Linked DNA regions of Mus musculus: regions 1, 2, 3 and 4 are each linked to region 5. The links are chromatin contacts, called in public HiCAR-type, HiChIP or PLAC-seq and promoter capture Hi-C maps. All regions are on one chromosome and are shown on one strand. The core of a region is the stretch at or near the end of the contact, and the rest is flanking DNA. Distances in the headings are between cores, read along the strand shown.

Region 1 (4,278 bases), core at 129-2,628, 260 kb before region 5:
AAAGGTGAAGGGCTGGCACAGAGCCGGACTAAGTATGCTAGGGTTCGAATCTCCCTCCAGCCTTCTGAACCTTCACTTTCTTCGCTAGGAATTGAGGCTCATGAGATCAACAAAAATTATTTGAGGAAAAGGACCCAGGTCTCTGTTCTGTTTTATCGTGGTTTTTTTTTTTTTTTTCTTTCTTTCTTTCTTTCTTAGAATCTCAGTTTCCTGAACCCTGGAAGTGGGATGCCCCAATCCTCAGATATGATGTCAAAATGCTATGCCAGCCTCAGGCTTGGGTCTTCTCCTCAATCGAGAAGGTGATCGAGGAGGAGACATCGGGTGATCATGCCTACGATAAACTTGTGGCTTAAGAGGTGTTAAGAGGTATGGCTTACAGAACAATTTATTTTTGTTTTTTGTTTTTCAGATACAGGGTCTTAAGTAGCCCAGGCTCGCCTGGAACTCATCATGTAGCTGAGGCTGGTCTTGAACTCCTGATTACTATTATGATGTTTAAAAAAAAAAAAAAGCCACAGGGCCAGGCACACCAGGTCCCTGTGTTCCCCACCTCGGTCCAGTCTATATCTTCACTCTCTGTGAGATGGAAACCACACAAACCTACCTCAAATCCATTCTCCTACACTGGAGGGGAGTTTAGTTATACATTAAAGTGCCCATGTCCATTGTGAGGCTTGGTGGCACACTCTTGTCATCGCGGCCCTTGAGAGGCTCAGGCAGGAAGGTTGGGGGTTGAGGTCAACTCGGTCTACACAGTGAGTTCAGAAGCTATCTCCAAAAAAAACAAAAAACACAAAAAAAACAAACAAAAAAAACTCACAAAAAAACAAAAAACCAAAACAAAACAAAAAACCAAAACAACTAACTAAACCAAGTCAAATCAAAACAAACTGGGACACCCAGCCAAACACATCCTTCTCTGTTCCTGTCCCTGCCTGTCGCGACCCCTCTCTCTCTGGTCCACAGCTTTTTCCTCCTCTGACATCTGACACGGTAGTCCTGAGAGCTGGGGAATGGAGACCATGACTCAGGTGTTCTATCATGCAACGTTCCAAGCACTGCCTCAGTTTCCCCTTCTGCAGAACAGACCGTGTGACGCTGTCAGAGATGACCCCAGGCTGTCTGGCACAAGGTGGGAATCCGGGCTGGGTGACTACAACCTTCCCCTTACCTCTCCCTGACCCTGGGGTCGCTTGCACCCAGGGTGAATGTCTTGACCCACCCCTCTCCAAGACCCCCCGCTGTACCCCACCGGCTCCGGCCTCCCCAGGTCTGACAGGCTCTGGCCAACCCTTGGGGCGCACCACGGGGGGGAGGTCCCCGGACACTCACCGGCGCCCAGGGCGGTCCAGAGGCCTCGGCCTGGACAGAAAAGGAGGCGGGGCCTGCAGTGGACGGCCCCACCCACAGGTAGGCATTACAGACCAATCAGCACTTGCTGCGGCCCGCTCAGACCTCGCCCCTGGGGCTCAGTGCTGCCCAATCAAAAAGAGCGGCTGGCGCGCCAGGCCAATCAGAAGTTGGCAAAGCGTGCCAGGCGTGGGAAAAGAACCTGGCCGAGAATGTGCGGCAGTAGGCGGGACCCGGGCCTGATGGCCAGCAGGAAGCACCAATAGAGATGCTTGGGGAGCGGCCAGCAGCTGCTGGTTCAAGGGGACAGGGTGAATGGGCTGCTTTGTAAACAGGCATGAATGGATGCCTTTGTGCGCACCCGTAGGGGGCGGCGGGAGGCCGGAATGCCTGGGTCCCCCGGGAGCCGGCGTGAGGACACACACCAAGAAACTGCTTTTGTAGAGTGCAGACCGTGAGCAGACCCAAAGCAGGTGGATGGGTCAGAATCATTTATTGAGCTCAAAGATGTGTGAAGCGTTTCCACTACGTAATTTCACTAAAGCCTTGAACTTGGTGCGATTGAGACCTTATATGGAGACTCAGTAGAGGGTTAGCCTAGCATGCACGAAGCCCTGGGTTCCACCCAGTCACCTTGCAAAGCAGGAGTGATGGCACCAGAGAATCATTCCAGCCCTGGAGAACTGGAGGTTGGAGGATCAGGAGTTCAAGGTCATCCTACAGCTATGTAAAGATTTCTAGGCCAGCCTAGATTATAGGAGACCCTGTCTCAGAAAACAAAGCAAAAACCCCAACCTCATCTGGAGGACCACACCTACCATCCTAGCTAGCATTGCCGGGCTGAGGCAGGAGGACTGCAATGAGTTGAGGTCATGGGTTTAAACAAAGTGATTGAGAAACTTAGTGTGACCCTGTCTCAAAGTACAAAAAGAGGGCTTAAGATGTGGCTCAGTTATAGGGCACTTGAGCTATAAAGCACTAAGTTTACATCACCTTACTGCAAAAATAAATAAATCAGCAAACAAACGATAAGTAAATACCAAAGTCCCCAAAGCCCTCACCACATAGATACACTCCACCTTGTCTTCCAACTGCTTAGCTCGTGTTGTTTCATAGTCCCTTAAGCACTTGGGTCTGCCTCAGCTTTGAACAGTCTCCTAAACTTGCTGTTTCCTTGTGTATGTGTGTGAGTGTATGGCTCTCTGTGTGTGTGTGTGTGTGTGTGTGTGTATGGCTTTTTTACCTGCATATATGTATGTGTACTGTGTGCATACAGTGCGGTCGGAGGCCAGAAGAGGATGTCAAATTTCCTGCAACTGGAGTTACAGATGATTCTGAGCTGTCCTGTGGGTACTGGGAATTGAACCCAGGTCCTCTGGAAGAACAGTTTCTGCTCTTAACCACTGAGCCACTGCTGCAGGCCTGCTTCTTTGCTTCGGAGACAGGGTTTCATTCTGCAGCTCTGCCATCCTGGCACTCTATTGTCCATTTGGACATGACAGCTCAGGTGTCTGTAGCCAACCAACCGTACCTGCCAACTACGGATATCATCCACTCCATCAAGGCTAAATCTACCCAGCAACTGGTGATGTCATCATCTGTCTTTACTGGCCTGGTTGCAGAGGCAGCTTCAGTTCTGCTTGCTCAGCCTAAGGGGAGGTGAGACTACCTGCATAACAGAGGATGACTGTGAACTTCTGATCGCTCTGCCTTTGCCGCCTGAGTGTAGGAATGACTGGTATGCACCACCACACATGGCTTAGCAGGCTTTGGTTGCCGGGGATTTTCTCTGATCTGCAAACCCATGCCACTCTAATGCCTGCTAACATTTAGTGAGAACACACACAGTTCTAAGCTCTCACTGTACATTAAATCCCACAACATGGACCCACCAGCTCTATGCATTTGGTCCTGCTGCTGCACACATTTTACAGGCGTGGGCACAGAGACCGGGCTGCCTCAGTGAGATCAATTCCTGTCTCTATGATACCACCAGGGATAAGGCAAGACCAAAGAATCAAGTCCAAAGGACGAATGCCCCTGCCTCTAAACCTCTCGCCATCCTCCATTACACCATCCAGAATACATGCTTGAGTTAAAGTCCCAATATGTCTCCTTGGAGACCTTGATACACGCACACACACACACACACACACACACACACCATCATCATCATCATCATCATCATCACCACCACCACCACCTACAGGATACTCTCAGTTATATTGTGAGCCCGTTGTTATCTGTGTGTGGTCTTCTCCTGAGGTTCCCCGTGGGTAAATAAGCTGAAATAGGGAAATCAGTGAATGAAACACGCAGACATGTGTGGCCAGAGAAAGAAATAGACCATGAAAGCTTTCTTAATCCCAGCCCTCAGAATGACCTGGGTCTAGAGAACCTAAGCAATAGCCTGGAATGTGTGGGGAAATCCAGCAAGGAGCTAAGATACTACACAAAAATGAAAGATGTTGTCTGGGTCTGAGGCTCAGTTGGTACAGTGCCTGCCCAGCATGCATGAAGCCTTGGGTTAGGTCCCCAGCATCACATGAACGGAGTGAAGGGACACACACCTGTAATTCCACCATTTTGGAGGTGGAGGCAGCAGGATCCAGAGTTCAAGATTTCACATCACCCCAGCCAGAGTGGCCCTCATTGAGAAACAAACACCAGACCAGCAAAATGACTTACCAGGGGGAAGTGCTTGCCACCAAACCCCATTCACAGAGTTCAACCCCTGGGCCCACATCAGGAGGCAACAACCAGCTGGTCTACATAGTGAGTTCTGGGCCAGGTAGGGCTACACACGGAAGCCTTGTCAGAAAAACAAATGAGGACTGAGATGGCATCAAGGTAAAGGGTAATTTTCACCAAGCCTGATGACCCACGTGGTGGGAGAACCAGCCCCCCATGCTGCCCTCTGACCTC
Region 2 (4,098 bases), core at 994-3,493, 380 kb before region 5:
GCTGTATAAAGAAATGAGGAAGCCATACGATAATGTGAAAGGTCTCAAAGAGGCTTTGTCTCTAGTAGGTAAATCAAGGCGTGGAATGGCCTGCTTCTACTTTTGTTTTATATTTTAAAAAAGACAAAGACATCTAAAGAAAGGATTATCCTGCGGCTAGTTACCTGGGAAGCCTAGATGGGAGGATCGTGAGTTCAAGCTTAGCCCCACACTGTATTGCAAGATCAGATTTTAAAAAGCTGGGGGGTAAGGCTCTGTGTTTGGAGTAGGGACTGCAGGTGCCCTGCCAGTCTCCTAAGTATAGGAGAAGCCAGTCAAGGAAAGGCAGGCAGGACCTGCACTGCCCCATGTCGAGCTGGCAGATCAGGTCCCTGTGCTGATGCAAGCAGATGCTGCTTTTAGGGGACCCTGGGTAGGGTGCTGGTGGTGAAATATCATGCCAGCTACAACTTCCAAACAGTTCAACCAAACACACAAGTTCACGCGCTGCACTAATAAAGCTGCAGGACACCACTGAGGACCACTGACATGGGGACATGGCTTTGCACTGCACAGAAAATGAGCATCCCTCCATCACCAGGTCAGGAAGCATGCGCGCGCGCGCGCGCACACACACACACACACACACACACACACACACACAGCTCCGGAAGGAGGCGGGGGAAGCAGTGGAGCTGGCTCCCACAGACCAGAGTGGGAAGGCGGTGCTATGACAAACAGTAGCTTCGCCAGTAAGTCACTCACAACATACCTCCCAGATATAAGCCAATCCATACTGGATCTGCCATTACCCATAATCCAAGCTGTATGCCTCAAAGGCAAATTCAAAGCCAAGTCTGAGCTAGAAAGCCTGAGTCTCAAAAGCCAGTAGAGGTCTGGGGGTTTAACTCAGCAGGGCTCAATACTGAGTCCCACCCCAACCCCTCACTGAGGGATTCTAGGCTGTACCACTAACTACATCCTGGCTCTCTTATTCATTTTGAGACATCATCTCACCAAGCTGCCCTAGCAGGCTTAGAACATGCCATCCTCCTGCCTCCAAAGGCTGAACAATTGTTTCATGTCACCTCTCCCAGGGCTGCCAGATCCAAGGATTCCTGTACCTCTCCTGGAGGGGTGGCCCCTTAAGCTCCTCCACTCCCACAAACTGCTTCTGTCACCTCAGTCTCCCCTTTTCCCGGACAGGGATGTTCTTGGAGGCACAACGTTCCCATTCCCCTCAGGACAGTCAGACCCAGGTGCAAGCCCCACTCGCTAGAGGGATGCTCTCTGAAGCTGCAGCATCCTGCAGGACAGCTGTCTTCACTCCCACTCCCGCTGTGGTGATGGTGGCACACTAAAACAGTAACCATTCATTTTCCCCAGGGTACCTCACACACTGCCAGCTTCACACCTGGCTCCTCCCCTGGGACCCTGCAGTGACAGTTGCTCTGGGACTGTGGGATATGTCTCACCTCCCCCACCAAACACCAAACTGGGTAAGCAGACTGTCCCATCTAGTATCAATTTGCTTGTTCTATTTAGTATATAAAGCATCACATGGGGCCCGATGTGACAGCGGAATGGATATTTGAGCTTGTTGGCCAAGCTGAACAGCCTGAGTTAGATCTTAGGGAATCCACATAGCGGAAAGAGACAACGCCACAAAGTTGTCCTCAGATCTCCACGTGCGCATCATAGCGCACGCACTAAGAAAAAAAGAAAAGGCTCTAAGGCATTACTTTTCCTCCCATTCCTACTTTTTAAAAAAAATTTGGGGTTTTGAGGCAGGGTTTCTCTTGTGTATCCCTGGTTATCCTGGATCTCACTCTGTAAACTAAACTAGCCTCAAACTCGGAGATCCGCTTGTCTCTGCCTCACGAGTGCGGGGGATAAAAGTGCGCCACTATTCCCGGCTCATTCCTACTTCTTGCTGGACTTTCTGATACCGTCGCCTTGTCTCTCGAACAGCGGAACAGGCACCAACGCCCTGCACCTCCGGCCCCTCCCTCCTGGCTAGCGTGCACGCCGCTGAGCCCACACCCGGACAGTCCAGCGCACCCCAGGTCCTAAGCTCCAGGGGATCTGTCCTTTGCATTGCCAGCCTTGCTCTATCCTTCCCCCAGCTGCAGACATTCTGCGAGCACTCTGCTCGAGGCGTCAGCTGCGCGACCGAGCGCCCCATACTCTTCTTCCTTACTTACCGCCTCAAACAGCTTTTCCCGCCACAAGATACGCCGCCGTGACCCCTGAACCCTCTGCGCGCAGGCCCAGAGCTGCGGCGCGCCCGCTGGGTCCCGCCCCTAGCCCGCTTGGGCGATCAAACCACGTCCCACTCTGGAGGACCCACAACCACGCCTCTCGCAAGTGGCCCCGCCCCATGACGCTAACGGAACAAGGACACGCCCCCAGCATCCTGGCTCTTAGGGGTTTGGCCTGCGGTCCCCGAGCGCCCACTGCAGGAGCGTTAGAAGACTGCCACAGTGGATGCTACCCTGATGCTTTGCTAGAAGCAAGCTTCTTTTCTGTTTTCCTCAGAGTCCCTACACGCCCAGGTTCTTGTATAACTTCTGTTGCCCCACAAATCATTTCCTGACTTATGACACTCATGGCCAGATGCAGTCCTCAGCTTTTGAAAACCTGGCCCTAAGAAGTGTTCTTTTGGGCTGGTGAGATGGCTCAGTGGGTAAGAGCACCCGACTGCTCTTCCAAAGGTCCGGAGTTCAAATCCCAGCAACCACATGGTGGCTCACAACCACCCATAATGAGATCTGATGCCCTCTTCTGGTGTGTCTGAAGACAGCTACAGTGTACTTACATATAATAATAAAATAAATAAAATTAAAAAAAAAAAAAAAAAAAAAAAGAAGTGTTCTTTTGAGACCCTCCTCTTAAAGTTCCTCTCCTTTTCCACTGGCCTCCATCCGCCTTAGTGTCTCAAACTATGCTGTATGAAGATAACCTGTCTTCGGCGGAGCGACCCCTACCCCTGTGGCCTGAACCTAGACCAAGCGCAGTCACCTGGGCAGAGAGATGGCCCACCCTCTCCACACTGGGCTCAGGAATGGCTTGTACTCAAACTTTATTTTTGTTTTTTTATTAAATAAAAGGGGCAGAAGAGAGGGCCTGTGGTCTCCCAACTGTGGGGGGCCACCTGCCCTAACCTCTCTCCACTCAAGGTGCATGGTGTGGTAGGCTGAGGTGTAAGCGTGGGTGGGAGGGCAGCTGGGAACGGTCAGAGGCTAGGACCTGTGACCCTCACCACTCTTGGAAGACTCAATGGGTGGGGTGGGGCCTTCTAGTGCCAACTGCCGCTGAGTTTGAGGCTGAGCCCGAGGGACTGGGCCGTGACAATGTCCTCCCACCCCAGGAGGAGAGGTGAAGAGTCCATCTTCAAGAAGACACCACCAAGGCTGGGGCACTTGTGGCTGCCCCTACTCGTGCACATCCCAGATCTCGGACAGCAAGGGCGGCAGCTTCTTGTCCTGGAGTCGCAATGCAAAGACCTGCTCCGAGTGCACGGAGCTGAGGGTGCGCAGGCTCACCAGCTTCATGAGCATGCGTGGGAAGCGGAGCTGGTCCTGCAGGGAGAGGAGGCAAGTCGGTCCTGCTGGGGCCCTGTCCTGCAAAGCCAGCTTTGTCTGGAAAGCCAGCACCCTGAGTGGTCAGGCCCCAGGCTCAGTGTGCCCAACATGTGCCACTGGACCCCAATACTGAGACTGCTCATATACAACAGGCAGCTCCCGTACCTGTGGGCGCTTGATCCTCGTGTAGGAGAGGAGCGCCTCCACGTAGGGCTGCTGCAGGGCCTCCACACGGCTGGGCTCCTGCACATTAGGCCGATCGGCTGAGAAGATGTTGATGGCGATAAGCAAGGCATACTCTGCATCGTCCAGGCCCAGCCGCCGCATGGCCCGCGAGAACTCGAAGATGGGATTGATGAATTCCACCTGCAAGCCTGCAAGAGCAGCCCCAGCCCAGCTTCACACCGGACCCTGGTCCCAGGGCACTCAAAGGGGAAGGAAGGACAGCCTGTGACAGTTACTCCGGCTTCCGCCCCACACAGACCCTGTGAGTGCCTCTTACACGATGCATCTGGCCTCGCTAAACATGATCTTT
Region 3 (4,184 bases), core at 1,580-4,079, 480 kb after region 5:
GGTAGCCAAGAGTTCTACATCTGGATCCACAGGCAGCAGGGAGAGACAGTGAGCCACTAGGTCTGGCTTGAGCTTCTGAAACCACAGAACACGCACGCACACACACACACACACACACACACACAGACACACAGACACACACTGTAACACACTTCCTCCAACAAGGCCACATCTCCAGTAATGCCACCTCCTATGAATCTATGGGAGCCGTTTTCATTCAAACCTATACACCAGCCGTGCACAAGTGTAACGGGAAGGTAGAAAGGCGTATGCTGGGTAGAATAAGATCTAACTGAGAAGAAGAGCATCAGGGCAAATGGTAACATGGCTTCAATCCAAAGAAGTGTCTTAATGTCATTTTAGTCCCGTCCCCCCCCCCCCCCGCCCCAGTATATATAGAGTTCCCTAGAGTGTTTGACACACAGCACCTTCAAATGGTGGCAAGGAAAGAGTGCAGGGGTGGGGGTGGGGAGGATGAAGAGATGGCTCAGCAGTTAAGAACTTTGGCTACTGGGGTTGGAAAGATGGCTCAAAGGTTAAGAGCACTGATTACTCTTCCGGAGGCTCTGAATCCAAGTCTCAGCAGCCACGTGGTGGCTCTCATAACCACTATAATGAGATCTGGCGCCCTCTTCTGGCCTGCAGGCATAGTAAGTAAATCTCTGGGGAAAAGCAAATCAAACCAAACCATTGGCTTTTCCAGAGGATCCAGGGTTCAATCCCCAGTACCCATCTGGCAACTCACACAAGACTTAACTCCAGTTCCAGGGATCTGACACCCTCACACAGACATGCATGTAGGCAAAACACCCACCAATGCTAATTAAAAAAAAAAAAAAAAAAGACACACAGGCACAGGGAAAGAGACAGCTAAGCTCGGAGATGCAGCCTATTGTCCCGGCCGGCCATTCTTCAGGCTGAAACCAGAGGATTGCCAGTTCAAAGCCCACCTGGACTACAAAGTGAATTCAAAATCATCCTAGGCAGGACTGGAGAGATGGCTCAGAGGTTAAGAGCACTGACTGCTCTTCCAGAGGTCCTGAGTTCAATTCCCAGCAACCACATAGTGGCTCATAACCATCTGTAATAAGATCTGATGCCCTCTTCTGGTATGTCTGAAGACAGCTACAGAGTACTCATATGCAAAAAATAAATAAAATCTTTAAAAAAAAATCATCAGCCAGGCGGTGGTGGTGCACACCTTTAATCCCAGCACTCCAGAGGCAGAGGCAGGTAGATTTCTGAGTTCGAGGCCAGCCTGGTCTACAAAGTGAGCTCCAGGACAGCCAGGGCTATACAAAGAAACCTTGTCTAAAAAAAAAAAAAAAAAAAAGAAAGAAAGAAAAAAGAAAGAAAGAAAAAGAAAAAAAGAAAAAAAATCATCCTAGGCAACTTAGCAAGACTTTGTCTCAAGATAAAAATGAAGGAAAATGGTCTGGAGAAGTATCTGGACAATAGGGCACTCCTCTAGTCAGGTAGTCACTGAACGTCTTTCTATCACCTTCCACGTTATTATTTGAAGACTGGCTGGCCATTAAATCCAGGGATCATCCTGTCTGGGTCTCCATGACCAGACTTTTTTTTTTTAAAAGATTTATTTATGTATTATATGTAAGTACACTCCAGAAGAGGGAGTCAGATCTTGTTACGGATGGTTGTGAGCCACCATGTGGTTGCTGGGATTTGAACTCCGGACCTTCGGAAGAGCAGTCGGGTGCTCTTACCCACTGAGCCATCTCACCAGCCCATGACCAGACTTTTTAAAGACACGATCTCACCAGACTGGCCTACACAGAGAAACTCTTTGTCGAAAAAATAAAAAACAACAAAACGACAAGATCCCACCATGTAGCCCTGACTGGCCTGGAAATTTATGGGCAGACCAGGCTGGCCTCAAATCCACAGGTTGGCTTGCCTCTGCTTCCAGAGTATTGGGATTAAAGGCGTGTGACACTACCCATGTTCTCACAACTTACTTAGGGCGATGGGGGGCGGGGGGAGGGCAGAGGCAGGAGGATCTCAGAAGTCCCCAAAAGAAAGCTGGGAAGGGAAAGGCCAGGTTTAGCTGGGAGACCTCTTGGTGCAGGTCTCCATCCGGCCGGCAGAGGGCGCGCGAGATCCCTTTCCCCGAAAGTGACTATAACACCCTACCCCATAAGAAGGGACTATTTTTTACTTAGTGTCATTAGACACCGGTGGCTGGAAGGCCATCTTCTGTCTGTCCTTCGGCTCCCGACAGTGACCCTACGCATCTTCCAGGCCGACTCTAGACCCTTCCAGGCAAGTCCCGCCTCCTTTGGCGCCATTCTTGGCTTCAGCCCAGGTTTTATTAATCTCAAAACACCTACATAAAGTCTAAATTCAAACTCCGGGACTCTCAGTGGCCAAGGATCCGGCGCACATGGGCAACAGTTTACAGTTGCAAAAGAGGCTCCAAGAACTCCTCAAGCACCAGGGCCGCTGCGGAGCTCCTTAGGCATGGTAATTAGAGACACAAAGGAATAAACACGTGAGGCCAGACACACAAAACGATGTTCATTCATTGAAAGGTACTAGGAGAGAAAGAAAGCCAGCAACAAATCCAGATGTGGTGGTACACATCTGTCATCCCAGCAATCGGGAGGCAGAAGCAAGAGTACTGCAATACTGAGCCAGTCTGACATACATACCCAAACCCAGTGTCTGGAAAAAAATAATAAAAGGCAGAGAGATACAGAGGCTCCCAGCAGAGAGCAAGATGTGGACAACTGGTTAAGGGGATACACCCCCCACCCTCCAGGAGGATGGACAAGAGACAGAAAGACTGGAAATGGAAAAGGGAAACTGATGCTGCAGATAGTCTCGGGTGGCTCATGACTGTCACCCGGGCAATCCGAAGGATGAGGCAGAGGATTGCCACAAGTTCGCGGTCAGCTTAAATGACAGGCTGAGGAGACTGTCTAAATAACAAACAAACAAATAAATAGCCATGATGCCATACGCCTGCAATCCCAGCATTTGGGAGGTGGAGGCAGGAGGATCATAAATTCAAGGTCAGTTCAGCTACATAAGACCTCGGGTCATGAATCCAAAAGCCAAACAAATAAAATAGATGACTACAAGGGAAAGCTCAAGAGATCCACGGAAAAGCGCCGGGTGGCAGTGTTTCCACAGGTGTGGGAACGGCAGAGGGCGCCCCTAGCCCCGCGGGGGTAACACCGCCCCCTCCCCCGCGCCCTGGCCGGACTTTCCATGCTATTTTTACCCGCCGACACCGGACACCCGACTGGGGTGGCTGCGGCGTCGGGGCCACACGTCCGTTCACCGGTCGCCCGGGCTGTGCGCGCCATGGAGCCACGGTGCCCGCCGCCCTGCGGCTGCTGCGAGCGGCTGGTGCTCAACGTGGCCGGGTTGCGCTTCGAGACCCGCGCGCGCACGCTCGGCCGCTTCCCGGACACGCTGCTGGGGGACCCGGTGCGCCGCAGCCGCTTCTACGACGGCGCGCGCCGCGAGTATTTCTTCGACCGACACCGGCCCAGCTTCGATGCGGTGCTCTACTACTACCAGTCGGGCGGCCGGCTGAGACGGCCGGCGCACGTGCCCCTCGACGTCTTCCTGGAGGAGGTGTCCTTCTACGGGCTGGGCGCGGCGGCGCTGGCGCGGCTGCGGGAGGACGAGGGCTGCGCGGTGCCGCCCGAGCGGCCGCTGCCCCGCCGCGCCTTTGCGCGTCAGCTCTGGCTGCTCTTCGAATTTCCTGAGAGCTCGCAGGCTGCGCGCGTGCTCGCCGTGGTCTCCGTACTCGTCATCCTGGTCTCCATCGTGGTCTTTTGCCTCGAGACACTGCCAGACTTCCGCGACGACCGCGATGACCCGGGGCTCGCGCCCGTAGCCGCTGCTACTGGCCCGGTGAGGGGCGGGGATTTGGGGAGGTCCAGGGCGGGGCCTGGGAAGACCTGGCCAGTCAGAAGGTGTGGCAAGGGGCAGGAGGATGGAAGCCCTTTAAAAACAAAAACAAAAACAAAAACAAAACAAAAAAAAAAAAAAAACAAAGATGTAAGCTGGGTATGGTTCTTCATACGAGAATCCTAGCAAGGAGACAGAACGATTGCCACGGGTTGAAAGCCAGTGTGGGTTACTGTATGAGAGAGTCTGCCTGGAAACAGACAGTGAGTGAGGATCTCCCTCAGAGGTAGACAACCTGCCCA
Region 4 (4,368 bases), core at 1,845-4,344, 280 kb after region 5:
ACACTTGCCAGGAATACCAGCCTTGAACTCAAGAGATCCACCTGCTTCAGGGTGCTGGGACTAAAGGCATGTGCCCTCACGCTGACACACAGCAAGTTCTCTTAACCACCGGGCCTTCTCTCTAGGCTCTTCTCTGTTGAAAATCAACTCTGTTGTTTTTCTCCTCCACCAGCCATCTCCATGCTGCTCCCCCTTTTTAAAAATAAAATTTATTTATTTGTTTGTTTGTTTATTTATTTATATGAGTGCTCTATTTGCATGCATGCCTGCATGACAGAAGAAGGCATCAGATCCCATTACAGATGGTTGTGAGCCACCATGTGGTTGCTGGGAATTGAACTCAGTGCTCTTTACCACTGAGACATCTTTACAGACACTCCCAAGGCCTATATTTATGAGTGGGCTTGACTCTCACAGGCTTCTGTGGTCACAGGGACTCCCTCCTCTGCACCCTGACAGTGCTGTCCTGCCTCTATTACAGCCTGGCCAGTCACTTTTTTTTTTCTTCCCTGAGACAGGGTTTCTCTGTATAGCCCTGGCTGTCCTGGAACTCACTTTGTAGACCAGGCTGGCCTCGAACTCAGAAATCCAATCTGCCTGCCTCTGCCTCCCTAGTGCTGGCCACCACGCCCGACTGGCCAGTCACTTTCAGGAGAAAAGGAGGCACTGTCAGTAGTCCCTCTAGGGACTGGGGCCAAGGGTAGAGAGAGCCTGGGTTTCCTCCTGCTTGGCTCCCCTTTGTTTGTTTGGAACCCCTGCTCATCCCCTGCAAAAGCTAAGAAACCTCCTTTGCTCTTCTCCCCTCAACTCTGCCCACAAGGACAAAACTTGGGGCTAACACCTCTCCTCTCCACTTTCCAGCTATCCACCCATAAGTGCCAACCCCCCCCCCCCCCGCCCCCGGGGTCTCAGCTTTTGACCATGTAAGGACATAATCCCAGCCCCTAGCTGGCACGTTATCACTCCCCGTCTAAGCTTTATAAAACACCTTTGCTAAGCTTAGCCTGGATGTGTGACTTCACTGATCTCCACGTGTGAGGTGGGTGGAGGTTGATGCCTCCTCGTAAGCCCGCCTTAATCTATTTTGAATCTGGAGTGATCCAGCCTATATCTTTGTCACCGAAGGGGAGAGAAGCAGCCTCTCTCCCTTTCCTCAGGGAATGCAGCCATCACTCTGCCTTGCCTGTATTCCGGCAGCCGAATGTTTTCTGGAGACATTATTATCTGGCTTTTGGAGACAGGGACTTAGTAAATATATATTATGTAGCTTTAGCTGTAGTGGGCCTTCTGAAGCTGTGTAAAGCAGGCTGGTCTTCAGCTAGTGGGGATCCTCCTGCTGTCCATCTCAGAGGCTTTTAGAAGGCACCAGGGAAAGAAGAGGCTTTCTGAGACTCTTTCAAGGGGAAACTCGGACAAAATCTTGAGGAACAAGGGATATCAGGTGGCCAGTGAGTGTCTTGTGGGTTTTAAACATGGAGGAAGTCTGGAGGGGATCCCTGGACTAGAATTCAAGGGCTGCATTTCTGGGGTGTCACTAGATTTCAGAGTCCCCGGCGGAACTTGTAGGGCAACTACAGATTTCTAAAGTATCAGATAGGACTTGAACACCAAATCTCCACCAAGATTTCAGAGGAAAAGTCTCTGACAGGTTTTTGAGGGAGACTCTGATGGGATATCTAGAAGATCCTAGCGGCTGGCGTGGTGGGCTACACCTGTGATACCAGCACTCAGGAGGCTGAGGCAGCAGGATCCAAGGTTTTGAGTAGAGTCTGGGCAATTTACTGAAGCCCTAGAGAGTCCCTGGAGGGTAGCTTAGTCGTTAAGAGGACTAACAGTTTACTCTTCCAGATAGATATGGGTTGGAATCCCACTACACACATGTGAACTCCTCCTCATCTGCAATTTTAGTTCAGAGGGATACAAAACCACCTGGTCTCCACAGGCACATACCTGACACACATACAAACATGCCGGCAAAATACTCAAAAACAAACAAACAAACAAAAAACCCCAACAACAACAAAAACCAAAAACACCCAAACAAAAGCCAGGCAGTGGTGGTGCACACCTTTAATCCCAGCACGTGGGAACCAGAAGCACACAGGCCAGCCTGGTCTACAGAGAGAGTTCCAGGACAGTCAATGCTACACAAAGAAACCCTGTCTCAAAACAAAAACACCTACCCTACCCACAAAAACAAAATAGATTAAGTGTTAGGTTTCAAAAGTTCTAGAAGATTGCAGTTGGGCACATCTGGGAGAGCTGTAATCCTAAAACTGGGGAATGAGGATCATGAGGTCGTGGCCAGCCTGGGCAGCACTTGGAGGGTCTGTCTCAAACAAAAATAGAAAACAAGCAACAAAAAGCAACCGGAAGTTTCAAGAGTCTGACAGGATTGCCGAAGTTGCCACTAGAATTTTCCTGAGGAAGCCGGTCACGGTGGCGCACGCCTTTAATCCCAGCGCTCGGGAGGCAGAGGCAGGAGGATTTCGGAGTTCGAGGCCAGCCTGGTCTACAGAGTGAGTTCCAGGTCAGCCAGGGCTACACAGAGAAACCTTGTCTCAAAACTTGGGGCGTTTTTGAAGGAGCTGGCAGGTGATGTTACCGGGGAACCTGCCATGAAAGTCGCCACAGGCAGGGCGTACCTGGAGTCGGGACTCAGTTGAGGGACACCAGCGACGAACGGCGGTTGCGAATGTCACGGAAGAGGCGTGTTCACACGCGCCTTTTCCCGCCAGAAATGCAAATGAGCCGGCCTCCTGCAAGTCCCGCCCTCTCAGGCTCTTGTACTCACGCAAGCGCACTCCGAGTGGATGGCGCCCGGGTCTCTCCTTACGAAGACCCTTGAGCTGGCGCATGCGTAGAGCTTCTCGGGAGGATAGGCTGGACCTGAGGATCGAGTGCATGCGCACTAGTGGGGCTAGCGGTGATGGCGCGATATTATCGGCAGCTTTCTTCTGCGGTACAAAAATCCTTTCCTTCTGCTTGACAAAATAGGGCCAAGCAGGAGAGAGTTCAACCGAAGGACTCCCTGTTCATCCTTTTCTTCTTGTCAGTCTTTGAACCAAGTTCTTTCTTTTGGGTCTGGCTCGCCCGCCACTGTCACAATGATGCGCAGTCTGGTCCAGCCTCACTTCCGCTCCATTCCCTCCCCCCCCCCCGCCCCCCGCATTAATAGGTACCCAAGCTGTTTTCCCAAACTATTATAGTTTCTACTTACTGCTTAGCTATGTAGCCCAGGATGGCTTCGGACTTGAAGCAATCACCCTGCCTCAGTCCATGCCTGTGGACTATTCGAACTTTTTTATTATTAAGGGTCCAACAGCCGGGCGTGGTGGTGCACGCCTTTAATCCCAGCACTTGGGAGGCAGAGGCAGGCAGATTTCTGAGTTCGAGGCCAGCCTGGTCTACAAAGTGAGTGCCAGGTCAGCCAGGGCTACACAGAGAAACCCTGTCTCGAAAAAGCCAAAAAAAAAAAAAAAAAAAAACCAAACCAAAAAAGAGTAAAGACACTTGCCACCCATCCCGGTGATCGATCTGAGAAGAATCCCCAGGACCCACATGGTGCAAGGAGGGCCCCTGAATTCCACATGCAGACCCTATCATGTTCACTTTCCTACCCCTTGCTGTTTAAAAACACATGCATGTAATGATAAGGACTGGGCATGTAGCTCAGGGGTACGGTGTTTGACTGAGGGTGCCCTCATTCAATCCCTAGGGCCTAGTGAATTGGGCAGGGTAGTGTACCAGTACTCGGGAGGTAGAGGCAAAAAGTGCAAGGTCTTTCTCACCTTACTGACCATCAGACCCTGTGTGTGCTGTTTAGTTTTTTGTTGCCTTGACAAAAGCCAGAGTCATCTGAAAACCTCAACTGAAAAGTTACCCTGTCAGTAGGCAAGCCTGTGGGGATATTTTCTTGGTTAATGAGTGATGTGGATGGCAGCCCACTGTGGGCAAGACCACCCCTGGGAAGGTGCTTCTGGGTTGTATGAAAAAAAACAAAACAAAACCCTGAGCAAGCTTCAGTTCCTCCTTCGAGCCCCTACCCTGCCTCTTCTCTGTGATGGACTGTGATCTATCACAAGATGAAATAGACTCCCCAAGTTGTTTTTGATCATGGTGCTCACCCCAAGTTGTTTTTGATCGTGGTGCTCACGCACCGCAGCAGTAGAAAGCAAACTAGGACGCCTGGTCTAGATGAAAGGTCTGCCGGGTGTTTTCAGGACAACTTGTGGTGCATTCTGGACCCTGTTAGCTTTGTCCCTATTATCAACATCCATTCCTGGGGCTGGAAACATAGACCACTGTTTAAGAGCAATGGATGTTTTTCCAGAACACCTGAGATGGATTCCCAGCATCCACATTGCA
Region 5 (4,218 bases), core at 190-2,689:
TGGCTGACCACATCTACTCATGGACCCTCTGAAGGGTCCTGACAGCTCCACACAGAGCATCTACTCCCTGGAGTTGAGAGCTGACCAGCAGCCAGGCCAGGCCATTGTTACAACCCTTCCTAGAAGGGACTATGGTCCTCATATTGCTGTAATAAGCCAAAAAAGGCTTGGATCCAGGCCTGCCTTGTTCCCTTCCTCAGGGTACAAACTTCCCCTCCCCCAGCTTGATAGAGCTCTTCTCACAGAGCATTAAGATACCTTGCTTCCATCATAAACACTCACTCTGTGATACCTTCCCAGAGCCTGCTGGTATCTTAGGTTCCCCAAGACTTTATACTATAGTCCCTTATTTTTTACATGTAGCCTCTTCAATGCTGTCCTTGTTTGGGGGTGGGGGATTAGGGGGACGTTAGCTGTTTCAGACAGGGTCTCTCTGTGTAACCCTGGCTGTCATGGACTCACAGAGATCATCAGCCTACCTGTGTCTCAGAGGTAGTAGGATTAAAGGCCTGCACAAGTACACCTGGTGCCTTCCATGTCTTTTACACAATCTTCCATGTAGAGTCTTTTCATACATCATCCTCTGGTCCTCTGTCCCTTACCTCTTCATCTCTGGTCCTTCTGCTGTCCCCCCAACCTTATCATCTCTAGTTTCTCTGCTATGTCCTCACCTTATCATCTGGGGGCCCTATGGTGTTGTTCCTACCCTATCATCTCTGCTTCCTCTGCAGTTTCCCCACTTCCATCACTGATCCCTCTGCTGTCCCCCACCTTATCTTCTCTATCCTTCTGCTGTCACCCCATTTCTATTTCTGATTCCTCTGGTATCTCCCCACTTCATCATCTCTGGTTACCCTGATCCCCCCCCCCCCCCACACACACACACACACTTTATCATCTCGAGTCCCTCTGCTGTCTTCCCACTTTATTATATCTGGTCTTTCTGCTGTCCCCAATTATATCATCTCTGGTTCCTGGGCAGTTCCCCAACTTCTGGCCCCTGGCCCTAGGTGGTTGCCCGCCTCCCATCTCTTCTGCGTCCCTGATTTCCTCCATCTAGGCTCGAGATGGCACTGAATGACCTACCTAACCCGTTGCCCTATTCCCTCCACCTCCTCCCGCCACGTCCGCCCGCGCCATCCTGGTCCTTCCCGGGAGGACACCCCCGCGCTTCCCTGCTCCCTCCGCCCGGTCGCCGCGTGACCCCCGGGCCCCGGTCATGAGCTCACAGTTCCGGATGTCGGAGATGAACACGGCGAGCCCACGCATGCCATCGCCTTTGGATACAGCCGGCATGATGGCGGAGGGCTCGGCTCCAAGCCTGGCCGAACGGGCGCGGGGCTGGCTGGCGGCACCGGGCGGAAAGGACCCCAGACGGCGCCGAGGAGCCGGCCGGGGGAGGGCGGGCTAGCGGCGGGCTGGCTGCAGGCCGACGCCCCGCCTCAGACCCGCCCCTACGGATTGTCATCCGGGAACGTACGCCACTTGTTAGCTGAGAGCCCTGCCGCTCACAATAGAACGCCCGCCCTCCTCTCTCTCTGATTGGCTAAATAGTAAAGACACCAGGTGATGATTGGTGCAGTACCGGGCTATTTCCGTTCGGAGCAGGGAGGCAGGGGGCGTTGCCCTAGAGACGGGGGAGTTCGATGACACACTCTGGGACCGCCCCCTGAACGGCCGAGACCAACGCTAATTGGATGGACTACCAGCTCCGCGCCAGTAGGGCGGGATGTAAGAGGCCGAAGGAGGCGGAACTTCGGGAAAAGAAGACCAATGGGTGAGGAGATTGCTCTTCGCAAGGCTCTGCCGATTCGCCGGAAGCGTCATACTTCCGCCCTCGAAGGGGCGGTTGTGGGGGGCGGGCAAAAGGGCGACGATCCGTAGAGAAGGAAGGAGAAAGAAGCCCTGTCAGTTAGCTGAACTGCGATAGGTGGAGCGATGCCTGCAATTCCCTGCTGCAGAGAGGGGCTGGGCGAGGCGGTAGACCGTGAGGTGTCCACTACGCAGGCGCCTCCCTCTTCCCAGTCGGTCTCCACTCCCGAGCCCCGGCCTCGGGAGCATTCCCTTCCCTAAAAACAACGCCTGGAAATTTGACTTGTCTGCAAACCTCTTATCCATGAGAGGAGGGACTGCCGGTTAAGGATTGTTACCATAGACACTGAGGTCCAAAGAGATTGAGTGGCTTCCCCAAGACTACAGCTCAAAAATGGAAAACTGGGATTACTATTTTGGTTTTTAAACATTTTTCAATATAGGTTACTCTTTTTTCCTCCCTAAACCCCAGTACCGAAGACAATCTGCCTATAATGGTCATAAGATCAAAATTGCTTCCTCCATCAGTTCTGGAGAACCACTCAAGGAAAAGCCAGTTAAAGCCACAGCTGAGGACTGGGTCAGTTTGTTTTGCTTCCGACTCCCTAGGTTCTATGGTTCACTAGTTGCAGGGAAGTCAAAGCCCCCAGAACACCAATGCCCGGGGTTATTGAGAAATTTGGGGCAAAGGGACTTGGGAGAGTCCATGTCTATTATCCCCATGAACAAAACGGCACCCCTGACAGGCTTTTCTAATTTGACACCCCCAGAATGGGTCTAGAAGGTAGTTATGTCCTGGGACCTAGGAAGAGGCAGCACTGAGTCCTTGTGAATAGAAGGTAGTGTTCTGTGAGTTTGAGGCCAGCCTGATCTATGTAAACAGCTCCAGGATAGCCAGGACTACATGGAGAGTCCCTGTCTCAAAAACAGAAAAGGTTAAGGATGTAACGTTTAATCCCCCAGTGAGAGAATGGGTGTATGTGTGGCTCAGAGGTAGAGCCTCTGCCTAGAACTCCCCAGTGAGGGGCTGGGGTGTGGCTCAGATATAAACCTCCTGCCTTGAATCCCCCAGTGAGGGACTGAGTCCTGTTTCAGTGGACGAGTACTTGACTATTACATCCAAATGCTGAGTTCAATCCTCAGCACTGGAAAAAAAAAAAAGTCACAAAATCAGATGTCTATTTCCTAAAGAGTTTCTAAGTATTAGAGACTTCATAAAATACTTAAGGATACAGCTTGCAAGAGATGTTTGGACTAATCGTCCTAGGAGGGATGTGAAGAGGAGACATAAAATGTAGCAAGAATATATACAAAGTCTGTCTCCAATTAGCCTATCTTCCTATTCGCTGCTTCTCTGCTCCTGTAGCCTGGTAAGGACAAGAGGAGTTATTGAGCTCTGGGTGAAAAGAAAAGCCTTTAATTCCAGGCCCCTCACACACAGATGGGAACCTCATTGTTCCCCTACATGTCCAGGCTGTTTGTGTAGCTGTTGTTCTGATATTGCTTGTTTGTTTTGAAACAGAGACACACTATGTACACCAGACTGGCCTGGAATCACAGAGATTCTCCCACCTCTGACTCCATACGGTTAGGATTAATGGTGTGTGCCACTATGCCCAGTTCACAGGCTTTTGGCTTTGGTTTTGTTGTTGTTGTCGTTGTTGTTTTTAAGGTTTATTGTTTTATGTATACAGCATTCTGCCTACATGTATGCCTGCAGGCCAGAAGAGGGCACCAGATCTCATGATGGATGAGAGTTGAACTGGGATTTGAACTCAGGACCTCTGTTAGAGCAGACAGTGCTCTTAACCTCTGAGCCATCTCTCCAGCCCTCACAGGTTTATTTTTAAGTCCAGACCTAAAGCGAAAGCTTTCTGAAATGCAGCAAATATCAGGGGAAGGAACTCAGACTGTCTTCTGCCAAACCCAGCAGTGTCATCTGTGGGAAGCACAGCTTAGAGTAAGCATTGGAGAAACCAGACCTGTTTTCTTCAACAAACGGAAAGGAATGGTTTCTGGCTACTTGGTCCCTCCAATCTCTTGAGTTTTATCTATCAGTGGCTAGAACACATCCCTTTGAAAGAGACCCCATGGACTTGGCCTCTTCCACAGTCAGAGTCTGTCACAGATCCTTCCTCTAGGAGGTGCCTGTCTTTGGCTACTTTGTAAGTTCTTCTTTCTTCCACCCTTCTCCACCACTTTTCTGCCCACAAGACAAGAGAAAAAAAGGATAAAGAGGAAAGGAAAAAATTCCTGAATAAAGTTAGGGGTAGGAAAGAGGGCGTAAGTTTCTTGAAGCAAGTTTGATTTTCGTCATCAGGATATTTAACTTCATCTTCTTATTTCTTCTTTGCACCCGACTACTTAGCAAACCATAACGAACAACAACAGCAACCAACAACCCCC

Evidence for each region. Promoter capture Hi-C pulls out the DNA fragments that hold promoters and counts their contacts. HiCAR-type assays count read pairs that join an accessible place to other places. HiChIP or PLAC-seq counts read pairs in DNA pulled down with a chosen protein or histone mark. Capture Hi-C pulls out chosen DNA fragments and counts their contacts.
Region 1: a promoter capture Hi-C map of adipose tissue shows a contact between it and region 5. The contact joins the promoter of Myh14 here to the promoter of Ap2a1 in region 5. A contact is called at or near these places in 5 of 39 promoter capture datasets (cranial neural crest and embryonic stem cells) and 1 of 9 other capture datasets (adipose tissue).
Region 2: a promoter capture Hi-C map of embryonic stem cells shows a contact between it and region 5. The contact joins the promoter of Pold1 here to the promoter of Ap2a1 in region 5. A contact is called at or near these places in 5 of 39 promoter capture datasets (cranial neural crest, embryonic stem cells, liver and 2 more), 1 of 115 datasets of contacts at active chromatin or transcription factors (effector CD8 T cells) and 1 of 9 other capture datasets (liver).
Region 3: a contact with region 5 is called in a HiCAR-type map of astrocytes, with 2.4 times the contacts expected there. The contact joins the promoter of Kcna7 here to the promoter of Ap2a1 in region 5. A contact is called at or near these places in 2 of 115 datasets of contacts at active chromatin or transcription factors (astrocytes and memory CD8 T cells) and 1 of 9 other capture datasets (adipose tissue).
Region 4: a contact with region 5 is called in an H3K4me3 HiChIP or PLAC-seq map of bone marrow-derived macrophages, with 4 times the contacts expected there. The contact joins the promoter of Kash5 here to the promoter of Ap2a1 in region 5. A contact is called at or near these places in 2 of 39 promoter capture datasets (both in liver), 1 of 115 datasets of contacts at active chromatin or transcription factors (bone marrow-derived macrophages) and 2 of 9 other capture datasets (liver and pancreatic islet).

What each region holds. Positions count from the first base shown.
Region 1 is chr7:44,669,465-44,673,742 of GRCm38.p6, forward strand. Myh14 (myosin, heavy polypeptide 14) reads right to left here and starts at 1,379. Exons shown (of 42, transcript NM_001271540.1): 1 at 1,336-1,379. It overlaps 2310016G11Rik (RIKEN cDNA 2310016G11 gene), which reads left to right. Exons shown (of 5, transcript NR_152106.1): 3 at 199-369; 4 at 970-1,135.
Region 2 is chr7:44,546,572-44,550,669 of GRCm38.p6, forward strand. Pold1 (polymerase (DNA directed), delta 1, catalytic subunit) reads right to left here and starts at 2,244. Exons shown (of 27, transcript NM_011131.3): 1 at 2,184-2,244. It overlaps Nr1h2 (nuclear receptor subfamily 1, group H, member 2), which reads right to left. Exons shown (of 10, transcript NM_001285517.1): 9 at 3,729-3,937; 10 at 3,045-3,560. The coding sequence ends at 3,414.
Region 3 is chr7:45,403,131-45,407,314 of GRCm38.p6, forward strand. Kcna7 (potassium voltage-gated channel, shaker-related subfamily, member 7) reads left to right here and starts at 2,830. Exons shown (of 2, transcript NM_010596.2): 1 at 2,830-3,885. The coding sequence starts at 3,232.
Region 4 is chr7:45,201,798-45,206,165 of GRCm38.p6, forward strand. Kash5 (KASH domain containing 5) reads right to left here and starts at 3,095. Exons shown (of 20, transcript NM_201374.2): 1 at 2,795-3,095. The coding sequence starts at 2,906.
Region 5 is chr7:44,928,051-44,932,268 of GRCm38.p6, forward strand. Ap2a1 (adaptor-related protein complex 2, alpha 1 subunit) reads right to left here and starts at 1,440. Exons shown (of 24, transcript NM_007458.2): 1 at 1,230-1,440. The coding sequence starts at 1,296. It also overlaps a transcript of Tsks not described here.